Regions from separate parts of the Mustela erminea genome. Here region 2 is linked to region 1. A link is a contact called in public Hi-C data. All regions are on one chromosome and are shown on one strand. Each heading gives the region's core, a stretch centred on a gene start, on an enhancer-like site or on the middle of the called end of the contact. The rest is flanking DNA. Distances are from core to core; before and after follow the strand shown.

The links. Hi-C and Micro-C count contacts between places; a contact is called where the count stands out from the background.
Region 2: a contact with region 1 is called in a Hi-C map of skeletal muscle, with 12 times the contacts expected there. The contact joins the promoter of ETFRF1 here to the enhancer-like site in region 1. A contact is called at or near these places in 2 of 3 Hi-C or Micro-C datasets (skeletal muscle and spleen).

What each region holds. Positions count from the first base shown.
Region 1 is chr6:68,795,309-68,800,519 of mMusErm1.Pri, reverse strand. No RefSeq gene overlaps it. Among named protein-coding and RNA genes, the nearest start is that of KRAS, 100 kb to the left of the region's middle. Within about 2 kb of position 2,734, the one cell type or tissue checked has open chromatin away from gene starts, as enhancers often do.
Region 2 is chr6:68,947,523-68,952,733 of mMusErm1.Pri, reverse strand. ETFRF1 (electron transfer flavoprotein regulatory factor 1) reads left to right here and starts at 3,232. Exons shown (of 3, transcript XM_032347664.1): 1 at 3,232-3,355. It overlaps CASC1 (protein CASC1), which reads right to left and starts at 3,230. Exons shown (of 16, transcript XM_032347647.1): 1 at 3,064-3,230.

The sequences.
Region 1 (5,211 bases), core at 1,485-3,984:
TTTCACATTTTCATTAGTTCTTGTAATATTTCAAACTTTTTAATGATTATATTTGTTATGGTTATCTGTGATCAACTGATTACGACTTGTTGAAAGCTCAGATGATAGTAAGCATTTTCAACAATAAAGTATTTATTTTATTGAGTAATCTTTACACCCAGTGTGGGGCTCGAACTCACAACCCTGAGATCAAGAGTTGTGTGCTCCTCTGCTGACTGAGCCAGCCAGGCGCCCCAGCAATAAAGTATTTCAAAATTAAGGTGTTAAATGTAAAAACTTTACTGTTTAGACATAATGCTATTGCACACTTAATAGACTAGAGTTTAGTGCAAACATAACTCGTATGTACACTGGGAAACCAAAAAAATTCATCCGACATTTGCTTTATGGCAGTGATCTGGAGCTGAATCTGCAGTATCTTCCAGGTACACCTGTGTACACAGTTGTGATTGTATGAACAGGTACAACCACGTCCCTCTAAACCTTTCCTCATTTGGATTTTCCTTCCCAGACACTAATCACAATCTTCCAAAAGCACAATTTCCTTTCCCTGCTCTGTCACCAAAATATTAGTGAAGAGGGAGAAGGCAACCAATGGAGGAAACAAAGACAGGACTCATCTGATCTTGAATTAGGCTATCTGCTCATTCTGAACACGGCCTCCATCCTAATTTGCATGGCAATCTCACTCAGTTCTTCAGGTTCCCTATATGCTTAATGGGGAGAAAAGGATTTCACATTATCCAGTGGCCTGAGCTAAGAATGAGACGTTATATAAAGTTAATCATTAAACAGCTTATAAGATACTGTTGCAAACAGTGCAATGAGAAAAATTAGCTTAAGTAACTTGGGTTTTTCCAACAGTCTTTTACGTAAAAGGACTAAATTCGCTAAACCTGCCACTTGACACCCACCCCGTGTAACCAAGACTAGGTCTGGGTTGTTTTGTTGCTGTTGCTGTTGCTGTTGCTGTTGTTCAGTGATCTTTACTTCCAACGTGGGGCTAGAACTCCTGACCCTGAGATTAAGAGTCACATCCGAGCTAAGCCAGCCAGGTGCCCCACGACCAGGACTAGGTTTACTGTGGTTCACAGGATATCAGGGATGAATAAAGGCCCTTGCCTTCTTGGAGTGAGGCGAGGTGAGCCTGGAAGCTTCCCAGACCACAGTCGTCTCCCTTCCCCCATACAGTTGGCCCAGAGAGGTTAACTGTGGGCTTTGGAGTTAGACTGACCAGCGTTCCCATCCCCAGAGCTAGTGGACGCCGGACTCTTGGAATCAGTTTTCTTATCTGTAAAACGGGGGTAATAATACTCACCTCATCCAACTCTTGCGAGATAAAAGTCTGACCAAGTGCTCAGCAAGCTGCAGAGAACAGAACAGTCAATAATCATTAGCTATTGTCACCACCTTTTTTTGTGTTAAGCTTTGCCCAGGGGTGGAGTGGGGCAGGAGCCTGGAACTGGTTGCTAAGGTTACCTTGTTAGGACCCTGAACTGGGGAGGGAAGGAGCAGCCGTGCAGGGGAGGCTAGTGTCAGACTCAACTTTCCAAGAGGCAAAAATGTACTCATTCGCAATACGCTCTTGCTTCGTGTCCCTCAAGAGATTTCTAGAGCAGTGGCAGGGCCCCAGAAGATGGGCCTCCGGGCAGACAACAGGTTTCTCGCGACCAGGTCCTGAGAAATAAGATCTCTGACAAGGTGTGGAGAGTTCATCCATTTCTACCTTGTGGAGACTTCTCCCCATACGCCACCTGCTTTCCCGGGGTGGACGCGAGCTCGTGCTGGACTGAGGAGAGCGGCTGAGCACTCCGTGCGGGCCCCCCACCCGCTCCTGGAATTTAGGAAATCCATCTGAGCGCCGGGCCGTCTTTGAAAGGAATGAGCTGTGACTTCTCAGGAGCTTGCCGGGGAAGGCGACGTGTAGCAGCTCAGGGCACCCAGGCAGAGTCCCCAAACGCCCCCCACCTCCGCCTCCCTGCCTTTGCGTGAAGCCCCTCAGCGCCACACAGCGGGGCACCCAGCGCCCCAGCCCGTGGCCCTCGAAACCTTTCCAAGAAATTAAGGGGGTAAACTGGGGAGGGGAAGAAAGAAAGGCAGCCCTGCCGATGCAAGGGCTGCAGTGTGGGTCTCTTCCCTTCTCTGACGTAATGCCAGTTTCCTGCTTTCGCATTGCAGTGTGCAGTTTGCTGGCCGGGAAGTCTCTAGATCAATCGACCGAAAGCCAAGATAATCACGGCCACTATCTTGCAATTTATTTTCCACGAATACACTTGAACTGGTCCAATGACCCCGCCTCCAAATTCCACGACTTTTGGCTTTTCAGGCCGTATTGTTCTCCCCTCCCCCCAGGAAGGCCGCCTCTACGTCGCAGAGCCCGGGTCCAGGAAACGGCACCCGCTGGAGGCTCAAATGTGGGGCCGGGGCGGGGTCGGTTCAGACGTTCTGCCCCCTTCTCGTCCCCCAGCCTTTGTGAGATTCCACATCCCTTGCTTTGTTTGGAGTAAAACTGTTGCCGAAACTGCATTTCCTCCCCCCTCTCCAGAAACCGAGGCTGGGAAGTGGGTAAAAACCACCGCGGAACGTGCTCGGACGCTCTCTCACGTCCACACCCCCACTGGGAAGGGACCGGCAGCGACCGCTCGGCCACCTCACGCGCGCCCGGCTAAAGGCACCTCAACAGCCTCCACCGCCAACGCCGCCCAGCCGAGCCAGGGGAGACTCCCAAGGGCTCTTTAAATACGATCTATAAATACTACGGGCTCAGGGCGCGCGCGTCAGGGCAGCCTCGGCTTCCCATTGGCTGTCGTAATCTTACTTATTTGCATAGCCGGATTGCTCAACCGGGCGGCGACCTCTGCCTAGCGCGCCCCTCCTCCTCAGCCGGCGGCGAGGGGCCGCGCGGGTGGGCGGAGCCAGCGGAGCGGCGGCCGCGCGGCTGGGCTACCGGTGCAGAGCTGCGGTGGCGTCCGGAGTCCCTAGAACTGGGGTACTTTTTGTCTTGAGTCATGCAGCTGCGGTGCGGGTTGCCAGTTGCTTCTCAGAAGGATCAGTTTTGGGAAACCGAAAACCGTCCTTTTTCCTGTTTTTTTTTTTTTTTTTTTTTTTTCTTTTCTAGGGAAAGAAAAGGCACCAAGTTAAGGGTTTTAACCCGAGCAAAGGCTCAGGGTGGCTCGCAGAGGCACCACGTGAGTGCTGGACACGCATTTGGAGTCCTGTCCAATGACTTGCGACTTCGGGTGTTCAAAAATGGCTTTTGCTTGATCACTAGTAAGACCCTGAAAACGAAACAAGGAGGGTTCAGAAAATGCAAGATGTAGGATTCCTCCTAGTTTAAATCTAAGTTTTAAAAAAATGCGCCAATTATCTAATAAAAAGCGGCGATGCGGAAACTTTCCCCAAGGCAGTTCTCGCAGAAGAGAATCTCTTGTAGTAATTGACGATGCGCAGCAACTTGACCCTGCAAGGAGCTGGTTCGTTGGGGAGAGAGCTGGTGGTGAGGAAGGTCAGAGGGGGAGGAGGAAGAGACCATAATTGGAAACCCAGGGAGCCATCCGATGTTGTGGAGTGTAGAGAGGCACAGGAAATTCTGTCCAGAAAAAGCCATAGATCATGCGAGAAATATGCAGATATTGTCATATATTAATAATCGGATGTTACAAAAATCATTTCTCTCTTCAGGATGTGAACTGAGAACAGAGACTTTCCTCTGTTCCTTCCAAACATCTTAGGTAGAATCTATCATACAGTGAATTCTTTACATTTCAGTGAACTAAATATGGTGACTTAATTCCTTCATTTTGTTTTAAAAATGTTCTTCCCTTAAAGTGCATACAACACATTCTAAAGTTCCAAACCTTCCTGTAGCAATATCCGGGGATGACTGCTGGAAGTATATGTTGGTATCTTACACCTACTTGGTCCTCAGTTTTAGCGGAATGAATTAATTACACAAATACATTTATTCAGAAGAGACTAAGCATGGGCTAACATTAAAGATCTCATTAAATGATATTTCATAAACGTTCCACTTTGACATCCTTCTCCCCTAAATAAAACTCAGAGCCCAAACACACTCTTATTAAAAAAAATACCTAACCACAGTTCCTCGGATTCTGGTGAATGTCACCCTTAAAAGCTTTTAAAAAAGAATTTCGGATTCTAACAGAAGAGCGCCCCCTGCTGCCAAATGGTTTATGGGCAGCGCCCCTGAAAAAAACCGCTTGGGGTGTGCCCACAGTACTAGGAGTCAGTCTATGCTTTAAAATCCGTATTGGAACGAAAGATGGATTGCTTTACAATTATTATTCTCTCCGTTAACAGGTACTAGTGTCAGAAAAAGATGTGCCTTAATCATTGAAATACTTTTTCCAATAATTTTAGTATGAATCACCAAAGTTGATTTGGATACAGTCTACTGTCAATTATCTTACACCAGCCTTTCTCAACTTGTTTCCCTCCGTCTTAATTAGTGTTGCTAATTTCCCAGGTCAGATATGGATGCATTTACAATCTCTGCCTTCTTGGTCATCATTTTTTCAATATAAAGACTGTCATTTTATCGTAACATCTGTATATATATTGCATTTATACAGTATTTTTCCTCAAGTTTTTTAAACGGCATATTTTTTTTTTGCTAATTCATTTATTGGTTTCCTTGTTAATATGCTCAAATGAAAAAAAATTTTTAAAAAGCCCCCAAGTAACTGTGTAAGTTGAAAACTGCACACCTCAGCTGCTACTTCCATTGGCTCTCATTTTTTAGAGCTGCTCATCTTGAGGAAAGAACTACAATCAGGGGTTAGCTGCTGGTACAGCTTTGAATCAGTAGGAGGTAAGAGGATAACTGGTAAACCACAAATGAAGAGATAAGGGAGGTGTCTGTCTCCCGCTGTAGATGCTAATATGGGCATTTCAGCTGTGTTCTTCACAATAAGCACTTTACCACCCTTTATGGAAACATAGAGATAATGATCACGGATTATTCTGTGGTTCTCAATTCTCTCTCAGTTGCAGAGGCAGAAATGGAAATAGAGTTTATTATTATGCTGAAAAATGTATTTAGAAAAAGCTCAAGTACTCTCCAGTGCTGGAGAGAGACTCTGCTTGTGTAAGCCTGGGGCAAACAATCCAGAACGTTTGCAGGAGAGCCAAGTGCTCCAGCTGCTCTGTGAGTTGGGCTCCCTTTTCCCAGCTAATGATGCAGGAACC
Region 2 (5,211 bases), core at 1,983-4,482, 150 kb before region 1:
CAGTCAAGGAGATACTGGTCTAAAGGGTTCCAAGGAACAGTGATTGACTAAATATAGGCAATGATATCAAGTTTGAAAGTGTGGAAATGAGCTCATAAATAAATAATCTTTCTGTAAAATTAGACTGCTGATTTTATAGAAAAAAGAATCAGTTAATTTAAAGCAGGCAAAGCTATGATAAAAAGATTCTGTTCAAGCAATGAATCTTAAAGCAGATCTATTCTTTGGAAATTAATTTGGAAAGCACAATATTGCAATAAGTATTTACCATTAGCTTTCTCATTACATGTGTTTTTCAGTTAACACTACTTGTAATTTCTTGATTAGGCTCATGTGTCCATTAGATATCTGATAAGGACTCTGTAGGAGATCATGTGACTATAAGATTATACACATTCCATCTCTGAAGACTTTTCCAGGAAAAATTACTGGTTCAAACTACAAGATTATCACGGTATTAAATATAAATGTTGAAAGTGACATGAAGCAGATTTTATCTTCTTGAAAGTACATATATTTCATTAATTCATTCAGCAAATATTTATTAACGATTTACACACAGGATGCTCTGGGACAGTGGAAATGATATAAAGAGGAATAGTAGAGACTTCGCTCTCGTATAATTTTTACAGTTGGGTTCTATTTTTATTATCATATTTACTATCAATTAATAGTTAATATACTCCCATCTTGAAAAAAGTGCTATTAAACAGAAATATGCAAACAGTATTGTTCCTGTTCTCAAGTTATATTTTCAGATAGGCAAATTATCATCTCACTAGTGCTTCTTATGTGAAGTAGGTTTGGGATTAGTACTTATCCTAACGCCTCCTGCAAAACATAAAAAGAGTATCATGTAATACAGTACAGTTGACCCTTGTACGATGTGGGGGTTGGGGTCCTGACTCCCATGTAGGCAAAAATCCACATATAACTTATGACTCCCCCCAAAACTTAACTATTAATAGCCTATTGTTGACTAGAAGACTTACTGATAACATAAACAGTTAATGCATATTTTTGTATATGTATTATATACTATATTCTTGAAATAAAATAAGCTTGAGAAAAGAAATACTAAGAAAAATAAGAAAAAGAATACATTAACAGTCCTGTACTTTATTTATTCAAAAAACCTGCCTATAAGTGGATTCCTACAGTTCAAAGTGGACCAGCATTATTCAAGAGTCAACTGTGGTTCTCAAAGTTCAGAGGGCTTGTTAAAAAAATGCATATTCCTGTGGCACTTCCCCCCTCCACCACAATTCAGTAGATATTAAGCATTAAACTGTATCCCCGTCCTATCCCCCAGTACCTCCAAATTTTACCTTATTTGGAACTAGAGTTGTTACTGATGTAATTAGTTAAACTAAGATGAGATAATAATGGAATAGAATGACCTCTACTCCAAAGCGACTGGTGTCCTTATAAAAAGGAGAAATTTGGACACAGACATGCACACAGAAAGACCACCACATAAAGAAGGGGGTAATGTTGCCACAGCCAAGGAACTACCAGAAGCTAGGAAAGAGGTCTGAACAGATCCCTCCCTAGCACCTGCAGAGGGAGCAGAGCCCTGGAAAACACCTTCTTGATCTTGGATTTATCAGCCACTAGAATGGCGAAACAGTAAGTTTCTACAGTTTAAGCCACTTAGTTTACTTTGTTACTTGGCAGCCCTAGGAAACTAATACTGTAGGTTTATTTGGTGTCCAGTCTGTTCCTAGAATTTGCAACCTAACAGCAATCCAGATGTAGCAGAAGCAAATGTTCAGGGACATTTTGATAAACATTGCTAGAAGCATAAGAAGAAATTTAAGTTCCAGTGAAAAATAAATAGAGGCTTATTGTTCCCTCAATTTATCAGCAGTTTTTAGGCTTAAAGTCCATTTACTTCCTATTCTTCCTGACATGAACATTCTCCATCAATTCTGGTAAACTCAGTCATACTTTAAAATACAGTTTGAAAAGCATTGCTTTTCCCTTTCTGTGCCCTTTCCCACTCCAATTTTATCATTTCCAACTTAATCGTACTCCACTGCAGACATTTCAACTGTTACAGTAAAAAATCTGTATTCTTATTAGTTTAGCCTGTCTCCCATCGCAGGGAGGGGGTGTAATATTCACTTAGATCCTCAACTTCTAGCCTAGTGTCAGACACAAAGAATACACTCTGTATTTCCCCTTAATGAATTAAATAATTAAATACATTTTCTACTTCCTTTGGTTTTAACCACAAAAGAGGGAAGTCACATTTAAGAAAATGGGAGCAGAGGGGCATCTGGGTGGCTCAGCAGGTTAAGCCTCTGCCTTCAGCTCAGGTCATGATCCCAGGGTCCTGAGATTGAGCCCCGCATCGGGCTCTCTGCTCAGCGGGGAGCCTGCTTACCCCATCTCTCTCTGCTAGCCTCTCTCCTACTTGTGATCTCTGTCTGTCAAATAAATAAAATCTTAAAAAAAAAAGAAAAGAAAAGAAAAGAAAATGGGAACAGAGATCATCTCATGGGGCAGGTTGGTCTGTGTTCCGGAAAAAGACAAAAGGGCTGACGAGTGCATTAAAACAAAGCAAGCAGCTTCATTATATTTTAAAAATTCGAGGCAAGCTGAGTAATTTGGCTCACAAAACAATTCATATTTCCACAAAAGACCACATAAAATGACTTTTCAAAGCAGAATAAATTACAACAGCTTTTAATTAACTACCGAGGAAGCACAAAAACACATTTTCGCCAACCTGCCAATGAAAAAAGCCATTTAATGGAAAGGTCTATCGTTCTTGGAAATTACCAGGTTGAGGCCAATTCTTAAACAGTGCGCGATTAGGACACCATTTGACCGCACTGGCCATCCCCCGTTTGCAGAAAGTGGTTTGTGACTCCCGTCTGTCCCTGAGATCCCGGACCGCAAGGCCACGGACCAGAAGGCCGATTTCCCACCGCGGTAAGGGTTCTTTCTTAAATCCACCTGCTCCCCTCTAAAATATGTCAGGCTCCTACACATCATTTTTACACGAGTGAATCGCTGCTGGCTCCTTCACCTGGGGCCCCCACTTGCCCTGCTCACCATTCTGCAGCCAGCACAGCCTCCGTGCCGCGGTGGTCCACCAAATCGGAGCTCAGAGTGTGTGGACGAACGCTCCCGGGTTGTCGGGACGACAAGCCCCGCCCACTTGCGCCCAAGGGAGGAGCGCACCTCCTCGCATTCGGGTCCGCGCAGTCGCGCTGGGGTTCTTCCGTGAGGCGCCCCGCCCCCTCCTCTGACTGGCTGCCTAGCACCAACGCCCGCCCCGCCTCGCTGTTGACAGACCCGGGAGTCGAAGCGGTCGGAGGGCTTTACGGCTGTGGAATGCCGAAAAGTGCGTGAGTGCAGGCGCTGGGACGTTTTATTCTGTCTTCCAGATCCGGGGGTCTGGAGGTGATGAAGTACGGTCTGGGCAGGGACCACCGGGTGTGGCGTAGGGTTTCGGAACGTCTTCTGACGTTGACAGTCTGTCTTCCTCCCTGGGAGCGTGTTGGGGCGAATCTTCGTGTGAGGGGTTTCCAGAGGGAAGGGAGACGCGGGTTACGGGGCTGGGTGACGTGACTGGCACCAGGGTGGGCTGCCTGGGCCACCACAGCGTAGGCCCGCCTGGGGACGGGCCTCAATGGGCAATTTAGAGAAAGCGGTGGTGCCAAGAGGGTTAGTTATTTTGAAATTAAGGACCTCTGGATTCTTCTCTCTGCACATGGTTCGGTTTACTTTCTGTGCAAGTTATGTGTGTGCCGTTTTCCCCAAGAGCAGCTCGAAACAAGGACTGGAAATGACTTGCAACGATTCCTGGAGAAAGGATTTCCTGCAGCTGAAGGTCGCTGGGGCCCAGTAAGACTCTTTAAGACCAAGGTCACAGGCTAACTGCTAGCCGGATAGCGCAACCTTCAGAATTTGTCTCCTCCCCACGTGAAGAAACGCTGGCAATTAAGACCAGCAGAAAAACTAGAAGAAATTAAGCCATTAAGAAATTAAGCTCCTTCCACCTTCTCAATTCTGTGATTTAATGTTCCTGTTTTAGCTTGACAAAACATCGAATACTTTAAAATCATTGGCACCATTTCTTATCTCTGAATTCTAATTTTACAAGGTTCTCTCCCAGCTGTACTGACTAAATGTATTAAATAGTAGTGGGTAAGGATTACGGAGCTAGTCTTGTGATAGAAATCCAGATTGTCAGTTATTACATTGCATCCCCAAATCCTGGGTAGCAAGGAAAAAAAAAAATCTTAATGTCGACTTCATACAGAGTTCTGAACCCATCTGGTATGGAAGTTTTTTGATTTAGTGTTTCACACTAATAATGTTTATGGTGTAAAAGCTCAGTCAGCTCAGGATTGATGGGCATGCAGTGGTGTTAATGGGAATCCCACATTACCTTAAAACGGTAGGCCTCTAGGGGAGAAGACCTTGAAGTTCTCGCTCTATGACACCTCCCTCTGAGGAAGGAGAAGTGCTAGGGATGTGTGAGAACACACTAGACTGTGCTGTAAAAATACACAGTGAGTTTGGCTCTCCTCTAGTACTTCTCCTGCAAGCTGCCTAGGCGTAAGGGTGATTTCCTGTTCTCTCTTCGCCTTCCGACAGGCATAGTATCCAAGCATTCTGAACATAGAGCCAGCGCCTTTCAACTCCCTTCTATAATCTGGCGCCTAGGTATGCCTCCATCAAGCCAAATGCCAGTCAGGAGGCAAAAGTCTTTTGCCACCTACCTCTCTGATGACATATCCTTTGGAGCTGATGTTAAAAGAGTTTTTTAATGTGAAGATTTTGGGGCTTAACTGGTTTGGGGAAATGTGTATCAGCTGTTTGAAGTCAAAATCTACCAGAAGCCAATAAATAGGAACATTACACCGCCTTTCTTTGCCCATTTTCCTTCAGCTTTTATTGCCATCTGAACTTCATGAGGAAGACTTGAGTAACAGCAGCTTTGGTCACCAGTAAAATGACAAGTCTTAGTTAACCCAGGACTGGAGTTCTTTAAGTCTAAACTCCTCAGCCCATAGTCTTTGGGGAAAAAGCTGTCAGTGGGGATTTTACCTCCTTCCCCTTGCCCACCACACACATTTTCAGAATGATAGAGGGCTCCTCTCAGTCCCTAATAGCTTGGCTCTGTACAAAGAGCAGTAACCTCCATGACTTCATGTACAGTTAAGGAGAAGCCCCAGATCCCTGCTACACTTT